Regions from separate parts of the Macaca mulatta genome. Here region 1 is linked to region 2. A link is a contact called in public Hi-C data. All regions are on one chromosome and are shown on one strand. The core of a region is the stretch at or near the end of the contact, and the rest is flanking DNA. Distances in the headings are between cores, read along the strand shown.

Region 1 (6,243 bases), core at 994-3,493, 260 kb after region 2:
GCAGGAGCGGAGGGCTGGTCCAGGGCTAGCGGAGCTGGATGCTTGGATGCATTGGCTGGTGTGAGAGTGATGTGAGAGGTGCTGGACATCGCTATTAGAAGGGCTGGGGAAGAATTAGCAATAGACACGTAGACAGCTAGGCCAGTGAGAAAACAGGCAATTATTAATTTCAGAAAACGGTAAAAGCATGAGGAAAAGAAACTAATCAGATTACAGTACTTGAATTAGTAAATATTTACATAGTCATGACAACATAAATCCAGAATATCGATTTAGTGTGAACGCATGTGCTCTGACTACCAGGAGCTGGGGAAGAGGAAGTGTGGGAGCGTTGGGAGAAAGGCAGGTTCCCACTGCCCTGCCCGGGAAGCCCATGGAAACATCTCTTGGAGGAGCCGAGCGAGAAACAGCATTTTTAACATGCTGGACTGAGGTATGAAAGGGAAGACAGAAGCAGCTTGAGGACTTGAGCAGCTGCCTCTGGAAAGTGGAACTGGGTTGGAACTGGTTGAGATGGGGATAATTTGAGGACTATTGGTTTTCTTTATTGGCCAATAGTTCCGTTAGATTTTTTGAAACAATGTGTTTATATTACTTTAAGAAAAATAAACGTGAATGATCAGTAGGTATAATTAATCCATCCTGGCAGAGAAGACACGGAGGCTCAACAAATCTAAGGGACTCGCATGAGACCCTGGCATGGCCATGTCAGGATGGCGCCGGAGCCCTCCACTGCCAGGCCACTCTTGGTGCCAGTGACCAGAAGCATGATGGCCGGAAAGATGAACACTGGAAACTTCCCACACTGACTCTCAAGAGGCAAGTCCGCTTGACCCTCCAACCCTGGAAGAACAGCTTTTAAAAAGTCCCATCCAGGTACAGTATGGCTGATGAAGTCAGCTGAGTTCAGAAGAAACGTATGACCATAATTTGTATTTATTTGATTCGAAAGCTTTACTTTCAAAGATAGGGATAAATATGGGACCAGGGGAAATTCTTCTCAATGATCGTGAATTCCCAGGCCACAAAGCAGGGAAGACGATTTCCATAATATTCCACCTTATTCTGTACGTGTTTCCAGGCAGCCTTTGATGCTGCAGTTTAGAAAGCAGCCCAGAGCCTCTTGCTCTAAAACAAATCAGCTGCCCCCCGCCTCCCCTTCCCGCCCCACCGCCTCCCCTTCCCGCCCCACCGCCTCCCCTTGCCCACCGCCTCCCCTTCCCCACCGCCTCCCTCCCCATTTCCACCGAATTTTGCAACCTCAGTTCCCACTCACCCTACTCCATTGCCTCCTTTCCAACCTGCATTCCAGTGGGGACAGCTCGACACTAGAGTATGGTGTTCGGGGGGTGCCAGGGCTCCTGCCAGGAGTAGGTTCACAGAATTCACCAGCCATGGGGGTCCTCAGGATGGTGAGAGACTTTCAAGTAAAAGGACAGTTGCAGAGCTCTGTGAGACATGCCCAGGCTCTCCCAGCCCCAATTTAAGTTCAAAGGCCTTGGTGAGGGCTCCGCCCCTCCGTACCTGAGCCCTGGCCCTCCTCCTGTCACGGTGCCTTCTCCCTGACTCTGCTCTTTTCAGCCTTGCCTCTTGCTTCCAGGCCTTTGTCCGTGCTGTTCCCTCCGTCTGGAGCACTCCTCCGTCGAGCTTCCCAGGTGCAATGATCATATTGCACTCATTGCTTGCTACAGGTGAGCGTCTCCCCTCTAGCCTGTGAGTCTCCCGCAGGCTGGACCAGTTGTAAATTCTCTCTGAGCGCCCTGGGCATAGCAAGGGCCCCCATGTAGTGGGAGTGGATTGATGCCTGTTAAACAAAGGAAGAAAGGGATAAATGTGACTTTGGGGCTTGGCAGCAGCAGTCCAGCCTTGTGCCCTGGACAAGCTACCTTCATCTATAGAGTGACTTCTCACAGGGTTGTCTCACACCCCAACCCCACCTTCAGATCCACTTGGAGCAACTACTCCAAACGCAGATTCCTGGCCTCCCCTGAGAGCTTCTAACATTGGAAGCCCTGCACCAGGGCTGCATTTGGACTCAATGCTCTCCCTGTGAGGAGACTGCCTTCTACTGGGCTGGTTTGTGTATCTGCAGCTCCTAACCCTGGTCCCATGCGGTTTCTGCCTCGGCACTCACAGCAAGTAGAGAAGAAACAGCCCACCCTAGCCCCAGAGCCCAGAGCGCAGCCTTCCCGGCAGCAGGGATTTTCAGGCAGGTGAGCGTGAAAGCATGCGGTGGCCTGTGCCTCAGTTTCCTCAGCAACACAGTCCTGGTGACTTCCCAGGTGCTCGTGGAGGTCGGGCTGGTGAATAAACATCTTCGGAGCTGGGAGGCAGCCTTGCAGGCAAGCGCACTCACGGGGCCCCACGGGGCATGGGTGGGGCCCGGCAGGGAGGCACAGGCCCCGTGGGCCCTCTCTCAACCCGTGCCTCCCACCCACCCCTCCACTTCCACACCACCCGGGTGAGGAGGGCACCACCATGGACCAATGGAAACGGGGGCCTAGAGGGCACCGGCAGGACTCGCCGCTAGTCTCTGGCAGAGGACAGGAGAGACCCTACTTCATGGAAACTCAGATTGTCATCACAGCTCACATCCCCTTGGAAACACATCGAGTTGAGACTAGAGCGTCCCGGTCTCCGCTCAGAGGAGGCCTTGGGCTGGGTCCTGGCTCCCCCTCGCGGCCGCTCCTTTGCCTTCCCCACAAACACCTGGCCATAAATAAACCAAGTCGTCAGGGAAGATCAGAACCGAAGGAACCCTGGAGGCTGCTGATCCCCACTGGCCCCGACAGACCCCTTCCCTCACCTGCTCCTCCCTATTTCTGTCCTCCTAGTCATAGTCTAATTTGTAAAGGATGTGTTGACACTCACTTGTCTCTTCCCACCTCATGATCACTCCAACACCCTTCTTGTTCTCTTTAGTGCCACTCTCTCAGCCCACTACCCGGAACCCAGGCCCCTCCCGCCTGTCCTGGCTTTCTTTTCATCCCCCAGCTGCCTCCTTTTCAGGCTCCAGTCCCTGTCCACAGGCACCCTGCCCCTTAGGACTGCACACCACATCCGCGCGGACAGCACCTCCTCTCCAACCCCAGGGCGGGTGCCCTCCTGAACTCAGCCCCAGGAAGCTGCCCTCCACCCCTCCTGCAGCTGCTCATAGACATTCCTGTTCAGCACCCCCAAAGCCCTTCTCCTACTTTCCCATCTCAGCACCTCACCCACTTGGGCCGGAGATCCAGGCGTTGTCCTGATTCTTGGCTGATACTTCCCAAAGAAGGGGTCTCACAGGCTCCAAATGGCACCTGGGTCTCCAGAGCCAGCTCAGCAGAGAGCACATCTCATCCCTGTGAGCTGGCTGCATACGCTGGGTGTGCGGGGTCTCCCGGAGGCAGAGGCGAGTGGGACAAAGTGAAACTGTGTCCTCCTGACCAACAGACAGGGATGGGATCTGGCCCTGCCCAGGCCTGGCGTGGCTTCACCATACACTGTGTCTGCGCTCCCTGGACTCCAGCTCCTTCTGCCTGGGACACCCTTCTGTACAATACTAACACCGTCTTGTTCCTTGAGGCCAAGCCCATGCGTCATTTTTTGGGATGCATTCACTGATGCCCAGGTTGGCAGCCTCTAAGGCAGCCCATTAGCCCACGTGACCTGGCCCCTGCCTCTCAGCCCTGGGGAGTTTTTATTAGCTCCTCAAATATGAAAACCTGGCTCCCACCTCAGAGCCCTTACACATGCCACTTTTTCTGCTGGGACCCACCTTTGTCTATCCTGTCCCTGGTTTCCACCCAGGAAATCTTCTCCGCCTCTTCCAGCAGACCAGGGTCCTCCCATGTCCCCCAGTTCCAGTCTCCCTGAATCCCAGTGCTGCTCCTCAGGGCTCAGTCTGTACACATCTGTCTCCTACAGAAATAATGCTAACCCTTCCCAGCACCTGCTTTCCCACTGAGGCGTAAGCACTTTGCATACATTCATCCTTTATCACATGCCTTAACCCCATCGTTCTCCTTGTTTACAGATGGGGAAGTGAGGTCCTGTGTCCTCCATCCAAGGCCTGAGTCGAGCACACAATCTGTGCCAGGAAGGGCTTCCCGACCCAGAGGTCTGACAGAACAGACGCCTCCAAATCTGGTTTAAATGGAAAGCAGCCTCAGGGCTGCTCCCACCCCTCCCAGCCTTGGATGAAGGCCGGGCAGCCCCTTTCATGCTGTTTATTCTTTTGAACAAATTGTGAGTTTTACAAGATATCCAAGGCCTGTGGTGGCAAACACATGTTCCCATGGTGAGAATCATTGGACCTGCTGGGCACAGGGCTGTGAGTGCAGCCGAATGGACACCCAGGCCCCTCCTGCCCCTGCTCTGCTGCACCTGGACCCCCTTGAGCAGGGTCACATCCTAGCTGCCCCATGGACCACTTCAGAGAGAGGACACAGTTCCTCTACCCCACCCTGGTGTCCACTTCACACCCCTGGCTCTCACATTCACAGGCCTGACCCCCTCCCACCTCTGCAGAGGCCGCAGCCTCACAGCAGCCCAGGAAAGGGCACTGCTATCATTCCACTCGCAGAGAAGCCGGCTTATAGAGGGGAGGTAACTGGCCCAAGGTCACACAGCTGGGTGGGGGAGAAGCTGCGAATTAGAACTCAGGTCTCCTGGCTCCAAAGCTGGTGCTCCCCATAACAACATCATCTATGCCATCAAGGTCAAGAAAGCAGAAAGATCTGTGTCCCTTGTGCCCGGCGTGTTGCCCTGCATTTACAGTGAAAAAGCCAGAAGTGCTTGGAGGCAGAAATGCTGCATTCCAGGCCTGGCTCTTCTCCTCGGGAAGTCACTCACCTCCCCAGGCCTTGGTTTCCCCTTCTGAAAACAAGGAGGATGAACCCGCACTCTGTAGCCCGCTGGCTGAGTGGCTTCAGGCACTCACCTTCCCCAGCTCACGCCGCTCTGGATGGTGCCTGTCAGTAAAAAGATTCTTCACATCTTCCTTCCACCACTTTTGCAGGTAGCCCTCAGAAGCCTCCATAACAGCTGAGGATGTTTTAATCTAACGTGCATTCTCCAGCCAGAACTTTGATTTTCAAAATAAAGTAACAAGTGCTCCCCAAAAACTGTGAAACTATATAAAGACTCAAAATGAGCAACCCCCTCTTTCCTGAGGGCCATATTTGGGGAGAACTGCTTGCTTCATATTGAAGCACATGCAGTAGCTGCCCTTCCTCAAGGGCCTGGGGGAGCGCTCTGGCTGCCAGAGGCCTCCTTTGGGGCTTGGATCCGAACACACTTTGAAGCCTGGGGCGTGTTCGGGCCTCCTTGGCATGACATTCAAGGCCTTCCTGCATCTGCTCTCCAACCATTTCCAACACACCTCTCGCCCCACCCTCTCACCCTGTGCTCCAGCCACATCTGCTGGAGTCCCTCCCTGAGCCCCCCAGGAAGACTTTGCCCTAAAGGGGACAGATGCTTGGAGGGGAGGGCTACAGAGCCCAGTGGGTTGGGGCAGGCATCTGAGAAGATGCCATCAAGCTGAACCAGAATGAGGATGAGACAGGCAAGGAGAGCCTTCCTGGGAGAGGAAATGGCAGGAGCAAAGGCCCGAGGTGGGGACGAGCTCAAAGGAATGGAGAAAGGCCAGTGTGGCTGGCATGCGGCAGGGTGAGAGAGAGGAAGGGGAGTAGCAGGTGTGGGGAGAGGTGGACCAACAAGGACCTGGGCAGTGACGTCCACAGCAGCCCTGCTCCCCGCAGCATAACCTGCATGCCCACATGCCAGAGGAAGAGCACGAGAACCCCGGGATGCCCCCGGAGTACCCTGCAGCAGAGAAGGCAGCAGCGTACACCACCACACCATAGGTGAATGTGAGCAACGTCATATTCAGTGAGGAAGTCTCGCACCAAAGACTACATTCTAAAACAGCTGTTCAAAAGACCGTCTAGGAATACACATGGATGCAATGAAATCCAACAAGCAAAGCAAGTGCAGGAGGCAAAGGGATTCCAGGTTCTGGATGCCGAGGCTGGGGAGGTGAGAGTCAATGGGGGCTCACTGGCTGGAGGTCTGATACTGTCCGGGCCTGGATTTTTGTCTGGAGTGATGGATTCATGGGTGCTTATCACATTATTAAAAACAAACAAACAAACAAACAAACAAACAACGTGAAGGTGGGTCACACCTGGACCAACGATGAGTGCGTCTCATGTACCAACCTGGTGGGGGCCAGATGGCCCCAAATCTCAAGGCCCAAGCCAA
Region 2 (6,838 bases), core at 4,262-6,761:
TGTTTTTATTTATTTTAAAAATTAAAAAAAAATTGTGGAGATAGGGTCTCACTATGTTGCCCAGGCTAGAGTGCAGTGGCTATTCACAGACGTGATCATCAGCACTGCAGTCTCGAACTCCTGGCCTCACACAATCTTCCTACCTCAGCTTCTCTAGTAGCTCATTCTGGTTCTGATTTGCACTTTCCTAATGACTAATAATGTTGAGTGTCTTTTCATGTGCTTGGCCACTTGTATATCTTCTTTGAAGAAACGTCTATTCAACTCCTTTGACTATTTTTTGGTTGGATTGTGTTTTTGTTTTTGAGTTATGTGAGTTCTATGTATATTCTGGAGGCTAGACCCTTATCAGATATATGATGTGCCTATATTTTCTCCCATTCTGTAGGTTGTCTCTTCAGTATTTTGATAATGTTCTTTGATGTACAAAAGTTTTAAATTTTGATGAAGCCTAATTTATTTTTTATTTTATTGCTCGCGTTTTTGGTATTGTATCAAAGGTCCAGGGTGGTGTGGTGGCTCATGACTGTAATCCCAGCACTTTGAGAGGCCAAGACGGGAAGATCACTTGAGCCCAGGAGTTCATGGCCAACCTGGGCAATATAGTGAGACTTTGTCTCTACAACAAATTTAAAAACTTTGCTGAGCATGGTTGCACACACCTGTTGTCCCACCTACTTGAGAGTGTGTGGTCCCACCTACTTGAGAGGCTGAGGTGGGAGGATCCCTTGAACTCAGGAGGTTGAGGCTGCAGTGAGCCCTGATTGCACCACTGTGTTGCAGCAGAGAGAGACTGTAAAAAAAAAAAAAAAAATTCCACTGCCAACTCCAAGATCAAGAAAATTTACTCCTAAAAATTATTTTTTTGGAAAGGTTTACCTCTGTGTTTTCTTCTAAGCATTTCATGGTTTTAGCTGTTACATTTAGGTCATTGGTCCATTGTGAATTACTTTTTGAATAAGATGTGAGATGGGATCCAACTTCATTCTTCTGCAGGTGGATATCCAGTTGTCCCAATACCATTTGTGGAAGAGACGATTCTTTCCTCAATGAGTGGCCTTGGCATTCTTATTGAAAATCAATTGGCCGTAGATGTATGGGAGGCAGACGCTCTTGACTGTGGGAACTTTGGGAGGTCACTTAATTTTGAACTTTTATCTTCTCACCTGTAAAATAGGGATGATAACCTCTTTATCCCAGAGCTGTCAGGATTAAGTGAGATCACATATGGAGAGTGTCAACCATGGTACATGGTAGGTTCCCCATTGAATGTTAATTCTTCCCTTGCTGCAAGAAACAGAGGCAGGGGTAAGCAGTGTAACATCTACCACCTCTCTTCCTTCTCCTTCCTCATGTCTCCTGGACACGGGACACCTTAGAGACAGAAATGTCTATTTTTACCTCAACCATTTGCTGAGTGAATGCTTACACCCCTGAACAAAGACAGTGAGGCGAGAGGTCTTGATAGGGTGGGGAAGCTCTTAGCTAGAAATGTAGGCAAGCAAATGAATTAGTGGTGAGTCTTTAATAATTCAATCAGCATTCAGTAAACATTTACCTACTTTGTGCAAGAATCTCCTCTAGGTTCTGAAGATAGAAAGGCAAAAGGCTGCCCCTGACCTCACAGAGGTCTCATTCTAGAGGTGGTTGGTGGGGGGGACAGGCTGTTACATAGGCAGTTACAAAACTGTAAGAAGTTCTCAGAATAAAGCAGAGCATTGTGAGAGTGTGCAGGGAGAAAATAGCTATAGCCCCCTCGAGGATTCAGGGAAGGCTTGTGGGAAAGGACACTTGGGCTGGGTATTCATAGGAATAGGAAGTATTATAGGAATAGGAAGTATAGGTATATTAAGAATACCTAAGTATTCCTATAGGTATTCATAGTAAGAAGCAGGCAAGGTGAATAAGGGGAGAAAGTATTAGCAAAGGAGAAATCATATACAGAGCTATGAAGGCATGAATATATGTTCCTGATTCTAGGAGATGAAAACTATTCCAAGGTGCTTGGAACATAGGGTAGGGGTGGGAGCAGGGTAAGAAAATGGTTTGATTTTATTTAGCTGGCAATTGGGAGCTATGAGATTTAAACAGGGAAGTGCCATGGTAAGATCTACATTTTTATTTATTTACTTATTTATTTGAGACAAGGTCTCTCTCTGTCACTTAGCCTGGAGTACAGTGGTATGATCATAGCTCACTGCAGTCTCAAACTCCTAGACTCAAGGGATCCTCCATCTCAGCTTCTTGATTAGCTGATATTACAGGTGCAGGCCACCATGCCTGACTATTTTTTATTTTATTTTTTTATAGAGACAAGGTCTTGCTATGTTGCCCAGTCTGGTCTCCAACTCCTGGCCTCAAGTGATCCTCCTGTCTTGGCCTCCCAAAGTACTGTGATTACAAGTGTGAGCCACTGTGCCCAGCCAGATCTATACTTCAGAGACCGATAAGGAGACCAGTGTGGAAAATCACTAACTGGGAGGAGGATGAGAATGGAGGCAAGAACTTGGAAGAAATGTAGTAGTGAGGATGGAGAGGAGGAGGAGTGTTAGTTGAATTTATGACAAGTCAGATATAGGAGTATGGGAGCAGAGGGGCTGAGGATGACTCAGATTTCTGAATTGGGTGAGTTGACCATGGGGCTGTTCACCCAGGTAGGGACACAGGAGTGAGGAGCAACGTCAGAGATGAAAAAATGATGTTCAGTTTTGCAGATGGATCCTGATAGAGATATCCGGTAGACAGACTGTCTGTGGGACTGGGAGGGCAGAAGAGAGTGTGAGTTGTAACATGGGTTAGTGTAAAAAGTAGACATTACTGTCTACTAGCCTGCTAAAGTGAGAAGCAGTTTACTTTGCTTCACTTTATTTTGTTTTTGACAATTGAAATACTGAGTTTTATTTGAATACCAAAATTATAAAGGAAAAAAATGCAGCACATAATCCCACTGCTCAAATAACCCCTATTGAAAGAAAGGGAGGGGCTGGGCACGGTGGTTCACGCCTGTAATCCCAGCACTTTGGGAGGCCAAGGTGGGTGGATCACAAGGTCAGGAGTTCGAGACCAGCCTTGCCAATATGGTGAAACCCTGTCTCTACTAAAAATACAAAAATTAGCTGGGCATGGTGGTGCCCGCCTGTAGTCCCAGCTGCTCCGGAGGCTGAGGCAGAAGAATCACTTGAATCCGGGAGGCAAAGTTTGCAGTGAGCTGAGATTGAGCCACTGCACTCTAGCCTGGGCAACAGAATGAGACTGTCTCAAAAAAGAAAAAAAAAAAAAGAGGGAGAATAATATATACTTAGAAAATACAAATCGGTTCAGACAAGTATAAAACTGAAAAGTGCAGGCCTTCCCTCAATCCTCTATTCCCTTAACCACTGTTAACAGTTTCTTGTGTTTCCTTTGAGGAAAAATAAAAGCATATACCTACTAGATTCTGAATATCCCCAAAGGGGTCCTGCCATCTACAGTGTTGAAGAGGTCTGTTTTATTGAGCATATTAAACTTCTCATCACTTTGCCAGCCTTCGCAAACCCACCTATTTTGGTGAGGAGGACCTGTGAGTTCACTGAGGGAAAGGGGAGGGGGCGGGTTCTGTGTTTCTGTGTTGCTAGCTCAGGTATAGGGGCTGGCCCAGGGTGAGTGCTCAAAAGAATAATGGAAAGAGCTGTTTCTTCATTTGGAAATTTGGAGGGCCTTTGCTTTCAGGTCCAGTTGGTTAAGTGACTCATTCAGCAAATGTTTTCAGAGTCCCAACTAAATGTGCAGGGCAGTGCTTGTTGTGTGTGTGTGGCGGGGGTGGGGGTGGAGGGAGGGCAGAGGACTTGGATCCTGGCCTTACTGAAGAGAAGAGCAGAACTAGAAAGGCCAGAGGTCTTCCAACTTCATGCCTTTGGAGGGGGAAGCTGAGGTCCAGAGTGAAGTTACCATTCGTCTAGAATGGCTTGTTGGCAGCAGAACTAGCTGGGACTCCACAAGAGTGTGTGGAGGTGGGGGGAGGGGTGCTGGCACTGAGTGAGGCACAACCCTTGGCCTGTATGTTATGGGCATGGTTGATTTACACCCTCTGCCTGTGAGCAGCAGAGTGGTTGGTACTGGAGGAAGAGCATCGCCTGGAGTCAGGAAGCCTGGATTCCCCGGCTCTGCCACCCCCCACCACATTGACACAGGCCAGTCACATCCCTTCTCCTCTGAATGGAGGGTGGGTCTAACTAAAACCTCAAAGTCTTTCTTACTATTATTACTCTAATTGTTAGATACTATTTTAAACACATTATAAGAAATCCAATTTTATGATTTTGAAATTCTAAAATTCTGGTTTTCCAGGATTCTGAGGATGCTGCCTGGGGTCAGTTATTCTGTGCAGAGTCCTGTGCTATGAAGTTGACATGTTGTGTAGTCCAGAGGGGCGCCATATACATTTTTCAGTTTGAGACCAAGGCCAAAGGGACCAGACTTCAAAGGAGTTTGAAACCAGTCAGGACCCTTGGAGCCAGCCCAGACCACCAGCAAACAGTGCACAGGAGGCACCTAGGTGAAATGGAGAAACCATTTCAGGGCTTGGCTGGATCCTTCGGTAGCCATGGCAGGTAGACCAGGCCTAGGCGAACACTCCCATTTCACACGGGAGGACTCAGGCTCAGAGCGGGGAACTGAGCCATTGCTTCCAGGTGCTGTGAAGCCTTACTGTTCTTTGTCCCATGCTCTTCCTACACGTTGGGCAGGGCCCCCCGAGACACTGCTTGCTGTCTGTGGGGGGATCCCAGAAGGCAGGGCAACAGGATGTACCCCTAGAGTGGGTCTCAATCCCCAGATCTGTAAGGATATCCTGGGAGCTCGAAAGCCTAAGCGCTGGGGGCCTCTTCCCCCAGACTCAATTGGAATATTTCCTAGTTGGGATCAGGCATCATTTTTTATCTTTAACTTCAGAGTCTGACACCTTTTACCCTGGACTCTTTCCAGCGGAAAAACACAAAAACAAACTTAAGAAAGTGGGCTGAGAGGCCTGGGTTTGGGTCCCAGATTTGCTGCCCACTCGCTGTGAAATCTCCACAAATTCTCCAGTGAGCGGGTTGGATTCTGCAAGAAAACTTTTCAAGCACTTTCGCATCTGTGCGCTTCGCGTTAGCAGATAGTGCCATTCCCATCTGATGGAGGAGAAAACCGACTAGGAGAAGGGAGGATCCTGTCCGGGGCTAGTGGAGAGGCGGGCAGGGAGCCTGGTTGAGCCCGGCGCTCCTCACGCCCAGCGCACTCCGCCGACTCCCAGGCCCAGCCTCTTTCGTCGCGGCGCCGCCCCGCGGTCCTGCCCGGCTCGGCCGCCCGAGAGGCGCGGGCACCGCGGGGCTACAGCCCGCCGCAGCCTGTCAAACCCTCCGCTCAGCCCCGCGCCGGGCCCCGCCCAGACCCCCAGGGGGGATGCCCCGCCCTCGCGCCACGATTGGCCTGGGTGGCGCGGCCGCGGCCAGCCAGTGGCTGGAGCAGCTGTCGGGCAGACGCGGGCCCGCCCCCGTCCCCCGGGGAACCGCCCCGTAGGACGCGGCGGCGGCGGCGGCTGCTGGGGCTGCGGCGCCAGTGGAGGCGCGCTGAGCCGGGCGCCCAGCGATCTGCAGCTGCAGCTGCGAGGTGAGAGGGGGCGCGGCCCGCGGCCGAGGGAGGGGCGGGTGCGGGGCCCGAGATCCGAGGCTGGCGTCCCGGCGACGCTCGAACCCCGGCAGCTTGGGGATGGCGCTGGGAGTGCGGACGGGAACGGAGAGTTTGGGGCCCCTGACTGAAGGGCCGAGGCTCCGGCGCGGCCCCCTCTCACGCGCGTGTGGCAAGAGCGTGGGACGGGGTGGTAGTGCGCTGCCGAGCGTCTGACCAGTGGCAGTGTGGGTGGCGTGTACGTCTCCGGGCGTGCCTCGACGGGCGTGCGGGTGTGTGGCGGCGGCCGCGTGGGCATTGCCCACTGTGCGGGTTTGCGCGCGCGACGGGCTCGATTCCTCCGCTGCGCATGGGAATGTGGGTGTCCCGGCTGCGCGTGATGGGTTCGCGTCGCTGGATTCAGCGCCCATCCTGGGACTGGCGTTTTCCCGGTTCAGGTGGTCGCGGGTGAGTCTCTGGGGGTTTCCCCCGGGCCTTTGGGTTCGAGTCCGCAGCCTCCGCGCGCAGCTCGGCCCCGGAGCCTCGACGAAGCGCGCAGCCAGTGACACAGCCGGAGCCGTCTCCGGGGCTTCGCTCGAGTTCTTCTCTGGGAATCCTCGTTGCCGCCGGCTCCCTGTTCCACTTGGGGACAGGGAAGAGGCGCGCTACCAGCTCCAGGCCTCAGTTTCACCATTCGTGGAAAGGAGGCTGGTTTCGGTGGAGGCGGATTTGGGTGGGACTTCTCGGTAATGCGCCGCGGCGCGGGGGCCTGGGGTCTTCAGCGCACCTGGGAAGGGCGAACCGCTCCTGAGTGAGGGGGCTTTTGCGTGGGATCAGGTGGGTTTGACCTCTGATTGGGCTAGGTGTGGTGGCGCTAACCTATGTTAGAGACGCGGAATCCACGGAAGGGGCAGTGACCTGCTCAAACTCGGCCCCGGGACGAGACGGGGGCCGCTTTCCGCATTCTAACACGCTGTGCTGTCTCCCCTCCCCAGGAGCCCGGCGCGACCCCCAGCCGTGCGCCCCGCCCCGGCGCCATGCATTGCGAGGTGGCTGAGGCACACTCGGACAAGAGGCCCAAGGAGGCCCCCGCTGCGCCCGGCCCCGGCCGCGGCCACGCCAGCCTCGGTGCGCACATGGCCTTCAGGGTCACCGTGAGTGGCGGCGGCTGCGCGGACAGGGGCCCGCGGGACCTGCTAGCCCGGCCTCCCGCACC

What was found. Hi-C and Micro-C count contacts between places; a contact is called where the count stands out from the background.
Region 1: a contact with region 2 is called in a Hi-C map of fetal cortical plate, with 2.2 times the contacts expected there. The contact joins the enhancer-like site here to the promoter of GLIS1 in region 2. A contact is called at or near these places in 3 of 14 Hi-C or Micro-C datasets (fetal cortex germinal zone, fetal cortical plate and fibroblasts).

What each region holds. Positions count from the first base shown.
Region 1 is chr1:187,127,963-187,134,205 of T2T-MMU8v2.0, forward strand. No RefSeq gene overlaps it. Among named protein-coding and RNA genes, the nearest start is that of DMRTB1, 26 kb to the right of the region's middle. Within about 2 kb of position 2,244, at least 8 of the 40 cell types and tissues checked have an H3K27ac peak or open chromatin away from gene starts, as enhancers often do. A contact at or near this core is called in fetal cortical plate, where this site is marked.
Region 2 is chr1:186,867,402-186,874,239 of T2T-MMU8v2.0, forward strand. It overlaps GLIS1 (GLIS family zinc finger 1), which reads left to right and starts at 5,512. Exons shown (of 10, transcript XM_077956063.1): 1 at 5,512-5,625; 2 at 6,618-6,838. The coding sequence starts at 6,660.